Linked DNA regions of Hordeum vulgare: region 1 is linked to region 2. A link is a contact called in public Hi-C data. All regions are on one chromosome and are shown on one strand. The core of a region is the stretch at or near the end of the contact, and the rest is flanking DNA. Distances in the headings are between cores, read along the strand shown. Region 1 has its middle 480 kb from the start of LOC123406600. Region 2 has its middle 370 kb from the start of LOC123406600.

The links. Hi-C and Micro-C count contacts between places; a contact is called where the count stands out from the background.
Region 1: a contact with region 2 is called in a Hi-C map of leaf, with 2.4 times the contacts expected there. The contact joins two enhancer-like sites. A contact is called at or near these places in 2 of 6 Hi-C or Micro-C datasets (leaf and seedling).

Annotation. Positions count from the first base shown.
Region 1 is chr6H:299,021,521-299,025,942 of MorexV3_pseudomolecules_assembly, reverse strand. No RefSeq gene overlaps it. Among protein-coding and RNA genes, the nearest start is that of LOC123406600, 480 kb to the right of the region's middle. Within about 2 kb of position 1,687, at least 2 of the 3 cell types and tissues checked have open chromatin away from gene starts, as enhancers often do. A contact at or near this core is called in leaf, where this site is marked.
Region 2 is chr6H:298,915,767-298,920,242 of MorexV3_pseudomolecules_assembly, reverse strand. No RefSeq gene overlaps it. Among protein-coding and RNA genes, the nearest start is that of LOC123406600, 370 kb to the right of the region's middle. Within about 2 kb of position 2,257, at least 1 of the 3 cell types and tissues checked has open chromatin away from gene starts, as enhancers often do. A contact at or near this core is called in leaf, where this site is marked.

The sequences.
Region 1 (4,422 bases), core at 438-2,937, 110 kb before region 2:
GGCGAGCCCAGACCTGTCTCTGTAAATGTATCAAATACTGTCTACACATTTTGTATACCATTCTCTATTCTAATCTCAATTTTAGCTTATTAAAATCAAATTTTATCTACTTTTTTTTGAATGCATACGAATTTATCTATGAAAATATGTAGCACTTAATTGTTATATGACTTTTAAAAGCAGCTTGGCTAAGCCGTCAACGGTGTCGGTCCGCATATACTAAGAATATGGTGGAGTGCTTGAGTCCATCGTCAGCGTCAACATTAAAATTCGAACATTGGGTTGCGAACTGGCTCCGACCTCCGAGTTAGAACACAGTAAGGATAAGCAGGCTAACCACGAAAACTGCAGCAGCAAAATCATATGCTCCTCGATTCTAGCACTTGCCTAGCTGATATAGTTCAAGCAAGAAAAATATATTCAGTAACCTAAAGTGGAAACCTATTAAAAAGTAGGGGGCTTGATGTTAAGCAATGGTTTCAGGTAACTATCAGGTTCAACCACTATGCTACCTTTTAGTAACCATGGAAGATGATTCAGGTCTCAAATGAGACATAATCAAGTAAACGCAATAAGCAGAATTCAAATAAAGCAACATCTCTAGGACTGTCTTCTGAAAAACATAAATGGAAGACCTGGTAAACTTTTCAAGAGTCACTACACCTTTTACAAAGAATCAATCAGCTATCATATATTTTTTGACGGGCTACGACTATCATATTCAACAACCAGAATGATGTACGTGCATGTTCTTATTTTACTATTTAAATCCTTGAGGCTCTCTCCTCATCTTGTTTCAAAATAGCTCCTTGTTAACACTTCTTCTATTCATAGTTTGGTAGTTTCTTGAGAACAATATCTCGCAGAGAAACACCTCCCGAAAATAAGCATACTATAATTAGAAGAAGCTTCTGTGGTTATGAGATGCACATTCAAAAAGCAAGATAAGCTTATGATTCCCCGAGTTGTTCCTTTGTTTGCTTTTTTCCTTAATGGTAGGTACTCTGTCGCTGATGGTTTTTTAGGGCTTCGGCATTCAAACTCCAGAGAGCTATCATAGTTATATCACACCACAAAATAGACCGTCTTTCACAAGAAAGCAATTAGTATCTCACTTCAGTTGATGAGTTACTCTCTCTTTACATACTCTCTGCATCATATGTGCTGGTGGTGCCACACTGCAACTGTCAAATAATCAATCTATGTTAACTACTCTCCTGCTTGGTACCCACACCAAACAAGGATTTCCATTTTGCTAGTTTATTATTGTGTTAGTCACCCATAGAGCAATGTGATACCGATACGGTAATAACTATTCATTATACTATTGGTCGCTAGATTATTTTCAGTTCAGTAGGTGTCATTCTGAAATGTCATATTCCACGACAAACCATTAAGTTTTAACATAGAGATAACAATGCATTAATTGGAAAAACACAAAAAATACATGTAGGAATCTTATACACACACAAGTAGAAGTACCTTGGTGCTCGGGAACACCGGCGAGGCTTGGTGCAGGAATGCTCGTCATGGCCATGGCGGCTGGCCGCTAGTGGGTGGACCTGCTCCGTGCAGCCATGGTCGACTCCTACACGTCTTTCAGCGACCGAGTCTTAGGGACGGCTACAGCAAACAACAACCTCACTAAGTCAGGGCGAGCAGATGACATGGCAGAGGAGGAACCCCCTTCCAACAATTAGGGACACAAGCGCGTCATCACAAGGCCACCTCGGACCAAGCAACCCAACCGCAGGTTCGTGGGCTCCGAATGGTGGAATTGTACTTAAGCTTTCTCACGCGACTTGTTGGGCATCCATGAGGATCAGGCAAAGGCACGACAACAGTGGCTTTACTTTATTTCTTCTTCCTTCTCTCTGTAACCCCATTATGTACAAGAGATGAAACTGTGAGAGAAATACTAGATCCCAATCTAGTGCCTAACATCGTGGTATCAGCTAGCCACCTACCACCCTCCGCCCCACCGTCTCCACCGTCTTCCGTTGCCGCACTGGAAACCCGCAGCCAAAAGCACGCGTGCGACGCCTTCTTCGCCACCATTGATCCGGTGCTGAAGGCGTACCTCGACAAGATGAACGACGATGCGGCCGCCCGCGCCGCCAAGCAGGATGTCGACAACAAGGCCATCCTCAAGGCTGTGGCAACGCAATCCGCATGGATCGACGCCCTCATCTCCTGGAAGCCAGAGTTGAAGGCGTGATTCGCTCAGTTGGACCTCTCCGTCGGGAACCTTCAAGCCGTGCCCACCAGCGAATCTGCGTCGCTTGCAACCTCTCCCCTTGTCGCATGCGAGATCCAAGGGCAACCAAGCCACGACGTGTTACATCATATCAGGGGACCTCCGACGGTGACTGTGGAGTCACCGGCGGTTTCCCCGGTCACAGGTACGACCTTGTCCCTACCCTCGAATTCCTCTCCACTTCCTTCACAAGTGCTCGCGGTGATGGGGCAAGCTCCATCCCCGATCTCGTTTCCCAGCTTCGCTGGCAAGAATCCGCAGCTCTGAAAACTCTGTCAGAGTAGTATTTTCAAATGTTTGTCGTGCAGGAATCGTACTAGATACCCATGGCAATCCTGAATTTCTCGGATCTGGCTGCCATTTGGCTGCAATCCGTGCGGCGCAAGATCTCTGGTCTTGCGTGGGAATCATTCACAGCTCTGCTTTGCACTCGATTTGGGCGTGACAGACACCAACTTCTCATTCATCAGTTTTATGCTATCCGTCAGACTGAATCTGTTGCTTATTTCATTGAACGCTTTGAGACTTTGATGAATCATATGATCTCTTACTTTGAACTGACACACCCGTGTTTCTTTCTTACACAATTCATCGAGGGACTGTGGGCGGATATTCGGGTAGTGGTGCTCATTCAGAGGCCACCTAACCTTGACACGGCATGTTCCCTTGCACTGCTCCACGAGGAAGTTGCAGATGGGGAGAACACCTTGTGCGCTGCACCCAACCGTGCACCAGTGCCACGCGTGATGGGGGTCAGCACTCTAACTTTTCCGTTGGGAACTGCAAAACTATCAGCGTCTGCAACCAAATCAGAGGATCATAAGGGCACAAAGGCAGCGCGAGCGGGAGCAGAGAGTAGTAAGATCGGAGCGTTACGCTCTTTCAGACGCTCTCGGGGACTACGTTTTAAATGTGGTGAACGCTGGGGCAAGGATCATACATGTCCAACAATAGTGCAGATGCATGTGGTAGAGGAACTGTGGGAGCTCTTCGCGGCAGAGGAGGTGCACGCTGACACCAAACCCGAATCAAATGAGTTGGACGAAGACAATCTTTGTACCATCTCAAAGCAAGCAGTTGATGGGTCGGCTGGACTGGGAGTGCTGCAGCTGCATGCGTGGATTCAAGGGGAGGAAATGTCTTTGCTGGTTGACTCGGGCAGCTCTTCCTCGTTCGTCGACCATCGCCTCGCAGCCAAACTGAAGGGAGTATGCAAACTACCCAAGACATGCAAAGTTAAAGTGGCTGACAGTGTTGTGTTGAATTGTGACAACTTCATACCACATTGCCAATGGACGTCTCAGGGGCATGAGTTTATCACAGATTTCAAGCTTCTTTCCCTTGGAGCCTATGATGCTATCTTAGGGATGGACTGGCTCAGGAAGCACAACCCGATGCATATTGACTGGGAGGCACAACATATGACAGTTACAGCTGAAGGGGGATTGATTGAATTACAAGCTGTTCGTAGCAACCGTCAATAGTGTTTTGCTATATCATCTCAAAAACTATTGACTACATGCAAGCAAGGGTGTGTAGCTTTTGTGGTCCACCTCAATGCAGTAAATGAAGAGGGTTTACAAGAAGCTATTCCCGTAGAGATTCTCAGGGTTCTGGAGCAATACACGGATGTCTTTGAGGAACCAAAAGGGTTGCCTCCCAAACGTGCTTGTGATCACAGAATACCACTCATGGAAGGGGCACAACCTGTCAACCAACGTCCTTACCGACACAAACCTGAGATCAAAAATGAGATCGAGCGACAAGTTAAGGAGCTGCTAGACGTCAGCATCATCAGGGAAAGTAAGAGCCCTTTTTCTTCCCCTGCCCTGCTGGTCAACAAGAAGGATGGCATGTGGAGTTTCTGTGTCGACTACAGATTCCTGAATGCAATGACAATCGTCAGTAAGTACCCAGTTCCCATTATAGATGAGCTGCTCGATGAATTGGTGGGAGCAAAATGTTCTCCAAAATGGATCTGCGTGTTGGTTATCATTAGATAAGAATGAGAGAGGGGGAAGAGTACAAAACAACATTCACAACCCACACAGGTCACTAGGAATTCTTGGTCACGTCATTCGGCCTCGCTGCTGCACCCCAACTTTCATTGGAGCAATTGCTTGCACTCGTGACCACTGCTGTGGGAATGTGTCATTCTCTTCTTC
Region 2 (4,476 bases), core at 1,008-3,507:
ACTCTTGGCCCACATGATGGGCCCATAACCCAAAATTTCACATGATCGAAACCTCACTCTCCTGTACATCTTTGAATCTAAAGTATCCTTTACACTTGGCTTCGTGTATAAATTTCCCAAGCCACCGTCCAATGGGCCGATCTATTCTTGTATCACACGCAATATTTATTTCGTTGCTCTAAACCCCCCCTTTTCATATCTGTTTAGGCATCAAACGATTGCCTAATCTTTGAAACCTTTGTACCATCACGTATTATTCCCAATGAATTATGTGAGTTACAACTTGAGGAATAATTCATATCCTCTTATGTGAGTTCTGTGAGATGCCCAACTTTGTGTAGGTATGTTCTTCCAACATTTTTCTCTATTATCACATTTGTAGTACGATGAAGATCCCGAAGGAAGGATGATGAATTTATCAGGATGACCTAAGTCAGAGAATTGAAGACTTCAACGAAAGGGATCAACTTCTTCAAGAAGAGCAACCGAGACAAGAAGACTCGTTAGAATCTTGTATCTAAACGTTTCCCCCTTACCTCTACCTCTTAATTCTCGGGGCGAGAATTTCTTTTAGTGGTGGAGAGTTGTGACGCCCCGGTAGTTAAGCTATAGTAACAACACACTAATGGTGCCATGTCATCGAGTTTAACTAAGTTAAGTTCCCACTTGATAAAAATCAAAGCCAATTTCAAATCAAAAGTAAAGTCAAATAAATCATTTCATCAAACAGTAAAATAAAAATGTTGGCTGAGTTGAAAATATTGATTAAGTAATTTTCATGTTGAAACAAGCATCATTTGACTCACAGATAAACCCTAGGAAATTGATAAGTTGTTCAACCGCAAACAACTAGATCATGTTAAATTCTAAAAATGTTTAAACCTTTCCAAATGGCCCCAAATTTTCATGGAACTTAGAAATATTGTCTAGTAATTGTATGCCAAATACCATGAGTGAAAAAATTCAATTGATACATCAAATAAATACAACACCGAAACTATAAAATAAGGCACATAAATAAAATAAAATGAAAGAGGCATAGTTTACTGGGCATTTTGACCCATCTAGCCAATTGGCCAGCCCAGCCCACCTCACCTCTCCTTCTTCCTCGCTACAGCAGACGGGGGATGCGTGGCAGCCATCCATGTCCGTCATGGATGCGTGGAGGCCATCCGGGCCCCAAACCCCCCTACTACCACCCTCCGGCGCCCCCTCGGAACCCTAGCGCCAACCCAGCCCCCACTGGATCCCTCCTCCCATGCCCCTCTGCTCACGCCGCAACACACCACGCAGAGAGGAGCAGAGCCCCCCGCCCCCTCCACATCGGCGTCTCGCCCCCGACCCCGCGTTGTCGTTCGCCGTCACCGGCGCCCGCCCACACCGGTGCCACCTCGCCGGACCCTCCTTCCTCGCCGCCTCCCCGACCCCGTCGCCCTCGCGCCCTCTGCCACCTTCTACACTGGATTGTGAGCCCCCCACCTCCTCCTTCTCCCTCCGGTCCGGCGCCCCCTCCCCTCGCTCCCGCGCCCCCGTCCCTGGCCACTTCTTCGGCCGATCGACCCTCCGCTGTGGCCATGACCTCGCCCCGCCATGCGCCCTGGCCGCGCTAATCGCATGCCGGCCTCGCCCGCGCACTGCTCGCCGCCACCACCGCTTCTAGGTCCTGTCGCTCCCTGCTGCGCCTGCCTGCTGCTGATGTGGGTTGCTAATGCCGCTTGCCGCCGCCGCCCGGAGATGTTGTTGCTGCTGCTGCTGCTGTGCGCGTGCACTCGTGCGTGGCCTCGCTGCAGCCTGGCTGAGTCCGCTTGTGTCACTCGCAGCCGCCCCTGTCTGCTCTTCTTGCCGAGTGCAGCCGTTGCTGCTTGCCACTGCATCTTGCTAGCTGCGTCGCTGCTGCTCTACATGGTACTCGCCGTTGATGCTTGCCGTCGGCTAGCGCTGCTTGCTGCTACTGCTAGTGCGCCGCTGTTGCTGCCCCTCCGCTACCGCTGCCGCTCCTGCTAGGTGTCGTTGCTGCTGTTGCATGCTGCTACCAGCGGCTGCTTCTGCCGCTAGCCATGGCCATGGCCAGCCCACGGGTGTGCCTCGTGTGTGTGGTGTGTGAGTCGGTTTGCGTGTGTCTGCACAGCCACGGCCGGCTGTGCCACCGGCCGGCCGTGAGCTTATTAATTTATGTTAGATTAGGTGCTAATTAGTCTAGGCCAAGTAGGGCCCCTTTAGTTAGTAGTTTAATTATTTATTTTAGATAGCCTTGGCCCAATGACATGTAGGCCCCCAAATTAAATAAGTTAGATATATGTATTTGTTTAGGTATAATATATGACATGTGGGGTCGATTCCTTTTAATTAAAAAAAGATTTTAAAAAATAAAATGTTTAATTAATTAATTAATTCGTGGTCTAACTAATTAGCTTAATTAATCTGGCTAGTCTATGACACGTGGGTCCATTGACCTTGTTGACGAGTCACACTTTAACTCGTCAACTGCTCACAAGGCATGCTCACTGGACCCTGATCTCACTGTTATAGACTATGGCTTCAGTTGCACTAGTTGAGAAAAGAATACCCTATTTATTTTTTACTTAAATAATTCCTAAATATTGTTAAATCTTTGTAAAACCATAGAAATTAAACCATAACTCCAATGAAAATATTTTGAACATCAAAGTTGACCAAAAAAACGAGGCGACCCCGGATACGATGTTCGTTCGTATGTCACGTGTCCCTAGCAATGACGTATAGTACTGCATTAACTCATGCCTAGCGCTACATTTCCCCATGTCATATTTTGTGATGCATTTGATTGCCCTGTTATTTATTGTGTTTCCGCTACGCTACTTCCTTTCCAGTAGACCCCGAGACCGATGATGATCCGGTGATCAACTACTTCCCGGTCGAGGATCCATTTTTGTCTGCAGAGCAACCAGTCAAGCAAACCCCCTTGATCATTCCTATATCACCTATTCTTTCTCCCTCATGTTTGCATTAGAATTTTGCTACTGTTGTAGTTAGCTCCTATATCTGATGCATAGCCTGTTTTTGATAAAACTGCTACATTATTCTACTGCACCTTAAAACTGTTTAGTATAGGTGGAGCAGTCATCCCCTTGCCCCCTTAGTCCAGTTGCCCTCGCTTTATCATCAAGTCTCGATCAATTGATCGACGAGCCAAGACCCGACACCACACTCACACCCCCCTTAGTTGTATAAAGTTGCAGAGCTACTATCGAGTACCGAGGGTGATACCTCGTTACGTACTCTGATGTTAGCGTTGTAGTGTAGTTGTCCGGTGATGCATAACTTAGCATAGTTCTGATGTCAGTCTTGCGATTATTTTGGATGAGTACTCACCGTTGGTTTGCTCCCCCTTTTCCCCTCGATCCATTGCTCCGACCAGATGATGGAGCCTAGGAGATGGTGTTCCCCCCCGCCGCCGACTGCTATCCCGACGGTGCCTACTACGTGGAAGGCGGTGACTACCAGGAGTAGTTAAGGAGGTTCCCAGACAGGAGGCCTCACCTCGTTTGATTGTTGTATCTTTTGTGCTAGCCTTCTCTAAGACATTATCATGTTTCATGTGTGTACTCCGATATTTGTTGCTTCCGCTAACTCGTGAGTTTATCGAGCTTCTGTATTCTAGCCCTCGATACCCCTAGCTTGTAATATGAAGCTTGTATGTTTTTATTTGTGCTAGAGTTTTGTTGTGATATCTTCTCGTGAGTCCTTGAGCTTGGTCGTACACATTTACGTGTATGATTAGCGTACGATCAAATCGAGGGCGTCACGAAGCATATGCACCTTCAGCTCCATCTCCAGCATCAACTTATGCACCTCCAGTATCCACTCCTCCAGCTCCAAGACATTCTGCACAAGACTTCGCGGACGCTCTTCTGTCAACCCCATCATTAGCTACTCAAGGAACGAGTAACTCTATACTTTTTGAACTTTTTGGTAACTTGTTGTCAAAGGGGGAGAAATATATAGATCATAGACTTCATGTGAGAGAGAGAGCTTTTGATTTATTTGCTCTCGTTTGGTTTCAAAACCTTGATATTTTGGATGACTTTATCTTGTGTGTAATCATACGCTTTATCTTGTGTGATGCTACATTACTATCTTTTAGCTATCCTTGTGATGATCATTCACTTATCTTGTTGGTGTCATGTGCTTACTATTCATTCTTATCTTGTTTACGCGCCACCAAGATGTATGTGACATGGAAGAGTGACCCATGATCCTAATTGATTGTGCATTTGCATTCAAATCCAAATTTTAAATAATGCAAAAATTTAGGGGGAGCTCTTGCTTTTTACATACTTCTCAAAGCGTCGATGCTAATCATTGATTATATTTTTTGTGGAAGCTTTGATCTATATGTTGTCATCAATTACCAAAAAGGGGGAGATTGAAAGCACAATTGCGCCCGAGGGTGGTTTTGATAATTGATCACAACATATGCATCATTGGACTAATATG